Regions from separate parts of the Neogale vison genome. Here region 1 is linked to region 2. The links are chromatin contacts, called in public Hi-C maps. All regions are on one chromosome and are shown on one strand. The core of a region is the stretch at or near the end of the contact, and the rest is flanking DNA. Distances in the headings are between cores, read along the strand shown. Region 1 holds the start of RPS19BP1 (active regulator of SIRT1). Region 2 holds the start of TNRC6B (trinucleotide repeat-containing gene 6B protein).

The links. A called contact is a pair of places that touch in the nucleus more often than the background predicts.
Region 1: a Hi-C map of muscle shows a contact between it and region 2, with 16 times the contacts expected there. The contact joins the promoter of RPS19BP1 here to the promoter of TNRC6B in region 2. A contact is called at or near these places in 2 of 3 Hi-C or Micro-C datasets (fibroblasts and muscle).

What each region holds. Positions count from the first base shown.
Region 1 is chr12:8,957,212-8,961,812 of ASM_NN_V1, reverse strand. It overlaps RPS19BP1 (active regulator of SIRT1), which reads right to left and starts at 1,934. Exons shown (of 4, transcript XM_044227703.1): 1 at 1,846-1,934; 2 at 1,551-1,679. The coding sequence starts at 1,897.
Region 2 is chr12:8,545,290-8,549,438 of ASM_NN_V1, reverse strand. TNRC6B (trinucleotide repeat-containing gene 6B protein) reads left to right here and starts at 2,754. Exons shown (of 26, transcript XM_044229099.1): 1 at 2,754-3,069. The coding sequence starts at 2,999.

The DNA of each region.
Region 1 (4,601 bases), core at 685-3,184, 410 kb before region 2:
CCTCAGTGTAGACGTTTTAGCAAACACTCATAGGAGAGAGTGTGGATGCTGGGGAAGGGCATTCTAAGTAGAGGGAACAGCCAGTGCAAAGAACCTGAAGTAGTGCGGTTAATGTGTCTGGAGAACAGCAAATGGCTAGAACGGCCAGGGGAGAGCAGTAGGACGTGAAGATGGAGACGGGGCAGACCACGTGGGGCTTCATGAGGTAGCAAGTCTGATGGAAGCCACTGGAGGGTGTGAGGCCGGGAGAGACCGGTCCCACTTACCGCTTCACAGGATCACTCTGGCTGCTGTGGGGCGAACAACATTACCGGGTGGGGCAGTGGAGGTGAAGAGGTTTTTGAAATAATCCAAGCAAGAGATGATGAGGCTCACACCGAGGTGGCCCCAGAGTCCCCTCATCGTCTGTTAGGCAGCATGATGGGATGTGGGGACAAGGGCTGGGCCACAGGAGGTGACCCCTGGCCCCCCATGCTCCTGTTTCCCATCAACACCACTGCTGCTTACACGCACCTCACTCTTCTGCCTCCTCATTCTTGCTCACGCCGTTTCCTGCCTGGAATTCATAGTTCTTTCAACAAATACCTGAACACCTTTTATGTACCAGGCTCTGGGTACATGTTCAGAGACACCCTAGGAGCTCACCGAGCTCTGCCACATGTCAAAAGACCCCGCCATCCAGCCCACACCTGTCCCTCCTTAAGCCCGTCCCTCCTGTTACATGGCACCCTATCTCCCAAGATGCTCTCTTAGAAACTGGGCTGTTCTTGTGTCTCCCTCTTCCTCCGCCCCTGCAGCCAATTCACCGCTGAAGCCCAGCAACCTTCCCTCTCTTCACATCTTCCCCCTGCAGCATCGTGGCTGCCCAGGCCACAGTGTCTCCCACCCGAACCGAGTAGGTGATAGCAAATCTCCGCAGACACACTGCCTGGTTCCCACCTGTGCCATCTGGACCAGTGCCTGTTTCTGCATCTGACAAATGGGGGGTCATGGCAGCACCGACTTCACAGGGTCGCGTGAGGAACCAAAGAGGGAACATTTATGTATGCAGGGTTTAGAACACACCAGGCACGCAGAACATTCACGCCTTGTTAAGCGATCCATCTCTGGTCTTGTCCACTATGTCACCTTTCCCAGTCCAAGTGCCACAGCAACGAGCTTCTACCTACCTCTGCATGAGCTATCTTCTCTAGAGCGCTCTTCCCCTGGCTCAGTCTTACACTTCCTTCAGTTATGGGCTTAAATGCCATTTCAGCAGGGCACTCTGATTTGGTTTTTTATTTTAAGTCCGTCCCAGAGCACGCCAGTCTTACTCCACAGGCCTCATCACACTTAGCAATTACTCTCCGCATCCGAAACGCTGGTACTTTTCTTCCCACTGGGGCAGTAGCCCAAGAGGGCCGGGACCAGGAGTTTCGTCCAGCCCCGTACTCCCAGGACCCGGCTCCGCGTCCGGCGCACACCTGCTATTCCAGAAACGCCCGGCCACCCCTTCAAGCTCAGCCTCCAGCGCCCCCTCCTCCAGGGTGTCGCCCCCTTCCCGAGCTCACCGAGCGCGGACTTGGGCACCTTTCCCTTGGCCGAGTTCCGCAGTTTCTGGGCCTGGGTTGCCTTTGCCTTCCGGGTCCGCTTCGCCGGGGCCCCGGTCGTCTTGGCCGGGCCTGCCGCGGCCCGGGGGGCTGCAGGGGAAGGGAGAGAGGAACGGACCGGGTCGGAGGGCGCGCAGGGTCTCCATCCCCCCAAGGCCAAGCCCGGCTTGGACAGTCCCGTAACCTCTGGAATCTTCCCCGCCGCCCCTTCCGACCCTCTGCCCGCGCTGCGCGTCCCCGGCCAGGACCTCCTCACCCTCCGGCGCCCCTAGCAGCTCCAAGCCGCGCCGCAGCAGGGCGGCCGACATGACCGTGTTTGGTTCCGCCCACACACCACGCTACTTCCGCCTTGGCGGCCCTCGTCGTCTCGACGGAAACGCGAGCGGGAACAGAAGGTTCCGGGGTGACCGGGCGGAAGTGCCCGCCTGCCTAAGGACGCATGCGTTTGGGGTCGCCACTTTACTACGGAGGGAAATAGGGGCGGGGACTGGAGGCGGGGTCAACCTGCAGAAGGACACACATGCTGTCCAATCCTAAGAAGGCCACGCCTTCTTCCAGAAGCCGTCGGTGACCAGCCGCGGGTCGGCTTTCCAGAGTCCCGAAGCTTCGTACTGGGTGAGGCGGGAGACAGAGCGGAGTGTTCAAATACGCAGTGTTTCGGTAAAGGGAATTGTAGAATCGGGTTCTTTTTCACATACATCGACCAAAGCAACGTATCGCACAGGTGGAGTGTGGCATGCGAATCCCGCTTTTCTTCCATTATGTCAGATATGAGAGACATTTGAAAAAAAAAAAAAAAAGCAAAACCGTATCAGTGTTTTCCCGCTCTTTTGTTTGCCTTGGAAAATACAGCCATTTTCATTAGAAATATTTATTCAACATAGAGCAGGCAAGCAGAGCATGTCTGGCAACGTCACTGGGCCACAGGGCCCCCCACGGCCTTTTATAACACGCAATGGGTTTGCTATTGTTTTGAAAAAAATAAATCAATAAATACAATGTATTAACTTACTAAATTTTAAAAATTAAAAACTTATCAGTTTTAGTTTCCAATAGAGTAAATACCAGGAGGTAGTCACACACCGTAAAGCTCTTTGGGATCGTGAACTTGTTTAAGTGTGTCAAGAGTTTCTCAGACCGGGGCGCCTGGGTGGCTCGGTCGGTTAGGTGATGCCTTCGGCTCAGGTCATGATCCCAGCGTCTGGGGATGGAGCCCCGCAACCCGGCTCCCTGCTCGTTGGGAAGCCTGTTTTCCCTCTCCCACTCCCCCTGCTCGTGTTCCTGCTCTTGCTGTCAAATAAACAATTAGATAAAATCTTAAAAAAAAAAAAAAGTTTCTCAGACCAGAAAGTTTGAGAACTTCTGGGCTTGAAATTACTCTTCTTACAGTGGGGAGGAATCCTGCCCTGTTCACAACTCCACCTGCAGCTCCTAGCCCCGTACCTGGAATGCAGAAGGCACTCAACAGATGAGTGGTGAATGTCAGGGAATATGATTTGAGGGCCTTTTGTATGCCTGGCGCTGTGGAGAGGGACATGGAGATGACATTGCTGGATGAACCTCACTGTCTAACTTCCACGAGCTAGTCCAGTGGGGGAGAACACCTAAACAGAAGGCAGTAATAGAATACACTATGTTAAGGTACTGTTTGCATTTGTTAACTCATCTACTCCCCTACCATCCATAACTCTGGGGTAGGAGCAACCCCCACCCCTCCCCACCCCTGGTCCCGACCCCATTTTACAGATTAGGAAACAGTAGCACAGAGCCAAGGAGTCTGTCCAGGTTACACATGTTGGTGTTGGTACTGGGAATCAAGACACAGAGCCTGAGTGTGTATGTGTGTGTGTGCTCTGCCTCACAGGCTAATAGTGGGGCAGTGCTGGGGCGATGCTGGGGTGGGGGGGTGGCTGACAAGCCCACAGGAGCAAGAGATCTCTGGAGAAAAGGAGCCATTCTTGTGGGAGGGGAGAGTCCCAGGAAGGAGGACACCTTAGCTAAGGCATCATACTCCCTGGGACAGGAGTGGCTCCAGAGGGGTGACCAGGGAAGGGTGGGTATTTTTTGTTGTTGTTTTTAAAGATTTTATTTATTTGAAAGTGTGAGTGAGAGCAAGTGAGAGAAAGTGAGAGCAAGAGTGGGGTGAGGGGCAGAGGGACAAGCAGACTCCCTGCTGAGCAGGGAGCCTAATGCGGGTTCAATCCCAGAACTCTGGGATCATGACCTGAGCAGAAGTCATCGCCTAACCGACTGAGCCACCCAGGTGGTCCAGGGAACGATGTTCTAATTTGCATCCAACTCCATGAATTTGCCTTGAGGACTGTGGGGGGTCATGGAACACAGTTACATTGTCAGACATGCTCTTTTTGTCTGCATCTAAAATAGCCAGAATGTTTTCTTTTCTTTCTTTCTTTCTTTTTTTTTTTTTAAAAAGATTTTATTTATTTATTTGACAGAGAGAGATCACAAGTAGGCAGAGGCAGGCAGAGAGAGAAAGGGGGAAGCAGGTTCTCCGCGGAGCAGAGAGCCCATGCGGGGCTCGATCCCAGGACCCTGGGATCACGACCTGAGCCGAAGGCAGAGGCTTTAACCCACTGAGACACCCAGGCGCCCCGCCAGAGTGTTTTCTTAAGATGTTTATTGTTTATTGTCTCCCCCCCACCACACCCCGCTACAAGGGTAGGAATCTTGGTTTTGTTCATGGTTATATCTCTACCTCCCAGAACATATAGTAAGCACTCAATAAATGTTCAAATCGGTTGGATTTATACGAACTGAACATCAGTTGAGTTTGGGATGCCTGTGGGAGGCTAGGTAGAGATGTACAGGTGATTGTAGGATGTGTGAGTCTGTCTCTCAGGATGGCAAAGGACCAAGCTCTATGTATTCCCTTCCTCCTCTCCATCGCGGATGGTCAGCACATGGTCCCCAGGGTGTAGGAGTTCTCTGTCTTCCAGTGTCCCAGCGAACAGGGACAAGCAGTCACGGTCGGATTCCTGTAGCGTCCTCAGG
Region 2 (4,149 bases), core at 1,505-4,004:
TGAGAACAGGTTTCACCCAAAGCTGCAGTTCTGAGCAAGGAGAGCTCCCAGAGTGCACACGTTAAGCCACACCCCACTATTTGTGGGAAGAAAAAAATCTACATGTGGGTCTATCCGTGAGAAGTCTGGGTTAGATACTCACCTTGATAGGAGTTGGTGCTAGTAAGGATTTGAGAGAGCTTTTATTCTCCACTTTAAAGCTTTCTGTACTGTCTGAAATCTTTACTTAGTGTTACTTTTATCGTTGGAAGAACAGCAATCTTATTTGGAAATTATTTTCCTGTTCTCTGGTGGGCAAACGCGACAGGGGTTGCAGCTTCCTGCTTTCTCCAGGGGAGGGAAAGTACAATGAGGCAGAGCAGATGGATAGCTGAAGGCCCTCACGAACAAGATTATAGGAAGAACTGGGGCGCCTGGGTGGCTCAGTGGGTTGAGGCTGTGCCTTCAGCTCAGGTCATGATCTGAGGGTCCTGGGATTGAGCCCTGCATCAGGCTCTCTGCTCAGCAGGAAGCCTGCTTCCTCCTCTCTCTCTCTCTCCGCCTGCCTCTCTGCCTACTTGTGATCTCTGTCTGCCAAATAAATAATTAAAATATTTTAAAAATATATTTTAAAAAAAGATTATAGGAAGAACTAGCTTTGGCCATTCCTGGATAGTCCCCTCTTGCTCCCTGCACACAGAGAGAAAACATTGCAGGTCACCATACATCATCAGTCCCTTGGTCAGCTAACCACATTTCATCCTTTAGGTCTCCTTGTAGATGTCACTTCTTCTGGGAATCCATCCCTGTCCTGCAAAGCTTGAGTCCTATGTTCCTCCCGTGTCCTTCCAAACCACCTGCACTGTAATGATTTTTATCTTTTGGCCACCCCCGCTAGACTTGAAGGTTCCCTGAAGGCAGAGGTGTTTTATTCAACTGTATAGCCCTTCTACCTTAGGAAAGTGCTGACAGACTCAATAAACATTTATTGAATAATTATTTGTTTGGGGACCTTTTATAATCAGAACAATTTAAGGGATACAAAGATGAAAAAGAAACCATTTGTTTTCAAGGAACTTACAACTAATTGGGGGCAGACAGATGTGTTTGACAATTAACTGTAAAACCAAGCACTGGTTTATGGGTGAAAAGAGTTACAAAAAACCAAAATGAAGATAAGAAAGGTTTTGAACTCTGAACATTTCTCATTCATTGTGTCTTCTGATTCAGAATCCCCATATTGGAATGCTAGGATGGGGTATGTGCATGTTCTTTTAAGGATTCAGGTTCTTAGGACCTTTATTAGAATTTGACTCATGATCTTTCTTCTGTCCTGCTGTGGCAGTTGCCAGGAATTACCTGCCACTTAATCTTAATTGATGTTTGTGAAATGCCTTGTCTTCCTCTGCTGAAAATCTGTTAAGTGTTGAGCATTACAGTATTACAGTGGTTGTTTTATTACTAAAGCAGTGCCAACGAGGTTACACAACAGCTTGGATCAGGAAGTGAAACAAGGGCGGTGATCCCACTGAAGCTACAGGGGATGGGGATTTGGGATGGTAAAATGTTAATTACCCAAGACGGAATGCAGGCTGGAGTCCAGAGCTGTGCTCCTGGAGATCATTTCAGTCCCAGAGGCTGGGCCTGGCTCTTTGGCAGTGGGTCCTAAGCATCCTGCCCTCCCCTGGCTGGAATGTTGGATTCACTTCCCTGAAAGCTGCCACAGAGAAAGAATCTAATGGCAAGGAGCCAGGAGCACACGTCTCGCACAGCATCAGGGGCCACTCTGGAAGCTTCCCAGGAGCTGAAGGGCTGTTCCATTTGTATGTAATAAATTATTTATTTCTAAAGCAATTTACTCTTTATCTCTCTTTAGACTCTCTTTCTGAGGTCTCTCTCCAAAGAGTGAGCTGGAGATAGATGAGTGAGGGTTGAGGAGGTAGGCTTGGCACACAAGGATGGTAGAAATGTTCATTTATAAAGCTGAGAAAATAAACACAGAAGTAGATGGGCTTCTGGTCAGGAAACACCAAGATGGTTTACTTTGGGGTGGAGAGGAACGGGTGCCGTAGAGGAGAATGCGGTGGCGGCAATGACAACCTCTCCACAGCTTTAGTCTCCCACAATGTCACCTACAGAAACTGATGGGGGGGGGGGAATACATTCGGAATAAACACATTTTGAAGATGCTGCGTTGGCTGTCAGGTAAGATTCCGAAGGAAGAGGCACCAATTAAAACAGCAAAGGCTCTGGAGTCAGATGGTCCTAGGACCAACGCCGGGTTCACCAATTACGTTCTATCTGGGTGACCTTGGGAAGGTGTCCTACATCTCTTCAGAGCCTTCGTTTCTATCTGTAAAATTCAGAGAATGTAAAACTCACAGATTTAGTCAGAAAATCCCTGTAAGAACCCCAGAACAGTAGGTGGCACAAAGCAGGCACAAAATAAACGACAGTCATTATTATCGTCAACTACGGCCCAAACGACCCGAGCCATCCAAACTCTCAGCAAACAATTAATCGTAGCACGGAGAATCCGATCTGACGGACGCGCCTATTTACCCAATAAGGTACCAGGAAAGAACTCTGTGGAGTCAAACCAATAGCACTAGTCCTTGTTGTTGGACGGGTTTTCTGACTGCCCCACCAATAGCTTGAAGATTTGACTAGAGAGTGACATTCTGACAGTCCAATGACGCACAGCCAGCCCACACTCAGCACTTCGAAGGGGATAAATCAAGGAGCCGGCGCGTATAGATTCCGTTATTAGGCAATACTGGATGGAGAGAGGAGCTCAGGGGAAACAGCGCGAGGGCGAGGCACCAATGAGCTAAAAAAAGAAAAAAGAGGATGGTTGCGCCAAGTGAGCTCGGCCGCCATCATGCTCTAGTTTCCCCTTCGCCTCTCCGCGTCCGCGACCAAGGAAGCGGCCTCTGGGATGCTGAGGGGGTGTGTCCCCGAATGATTGGCGCAGGCAGCTCAGCCAATCCTAGCTCGTCAAACGGGAAGCACTTGACCAATGAGGGGCGACGGCAGCGGCGAGGAATTGGAGGGGCGGAACCGCAGCTTGATGGGCACAAAAGTCAGCCAGTGAGAGCCGGAAGCATCCTCCCTACGGCCAATGGAGTGGGGCTCTGGGCGGGCTCCCGAGTGTTTGTGTTGTGGTTTTGGGGGAGGGAGGCGGAGGGGAAAGTTTGTTTATTTTGTTTTTAGTTTCTGGGGTCCCCGTGTTTCTGGGAGGTGAAGCGGGAGGGAGTGACCCCCCGCGCCCCTTCAGTCCCCCTACTACGTCGCCTCCATTGCTTGCGGAGAAGCGGGGACCGCGCGCATCGCAGCGCATCGCCTCACAGCGGAACGCCGCGCACTGGGAGCCGGCGCGGCTCGGCGGTGAGTGAGGACAGACGGCCACTGCCGCCCTTCCCCTCCCCCGCGCACCGCCCAGTCAGAGCTGGGCTGCCGGGTGGGCGAGGACAGCCGCGGGAGCGCGCGGCGCGGGCCGGCCTGTCAAGCTGAGGCGCAGCGTGTGCGTGTCCTCGCGAGTGAGCGCGCGCGGCGGGGACAGGGCCTGGGGGGGGGGGCGGGAGCGCGCGCGGGCCCCGGCGGGGGCGGCGGCGTTGAGCTCGCGCTCCGTGGGGGCGGGCATGTGGTGGGTTTGACCCCGGGGCTGGGAGGGACGCGGGCCACGTCCCGCGCGCAGAGAAGGGGCGCTCGGAATGGCAGGGCCGGGGCAGGCGGGCGGGCGCGCGCGGCTCCGGGCGTCACGCGCCAGCAGGTGTGAGCTGGGGGAGGGCTTCCGGGTGGGCTGGTCGAGTCGGGTTCGCTTCCCGTCGCTGGGGGGCCTCCGGGGCGGCGAGGCGCTCCCTGTCGCGGCGGAGAGCGGGGGCCCCAGCGGAGGCGCGTCGGGCCCCCTGCCTGGCGGGGCGGGTGGTGCAGAGGGAGGCGTCAGGCCTCGGAGCCTCCCGGTCCCTGACGGCGCGGGAGCTGCGTGACAGCGCGAACGCGTTCCCCTGCTTAATCCGGGCCGGGGGTGTGCGGGGGGGGGTGTCGCACCCCTCACCTTAGAGCCCTGCGGCGTGGCCACCTTCGAGAGGCGATTCAGGCTGGCCACGAGGAAATGGGACCAGACGGCACGAGGGGTGTTTCCTGTGTCCTCCCGAGCTGGCTCCCCTT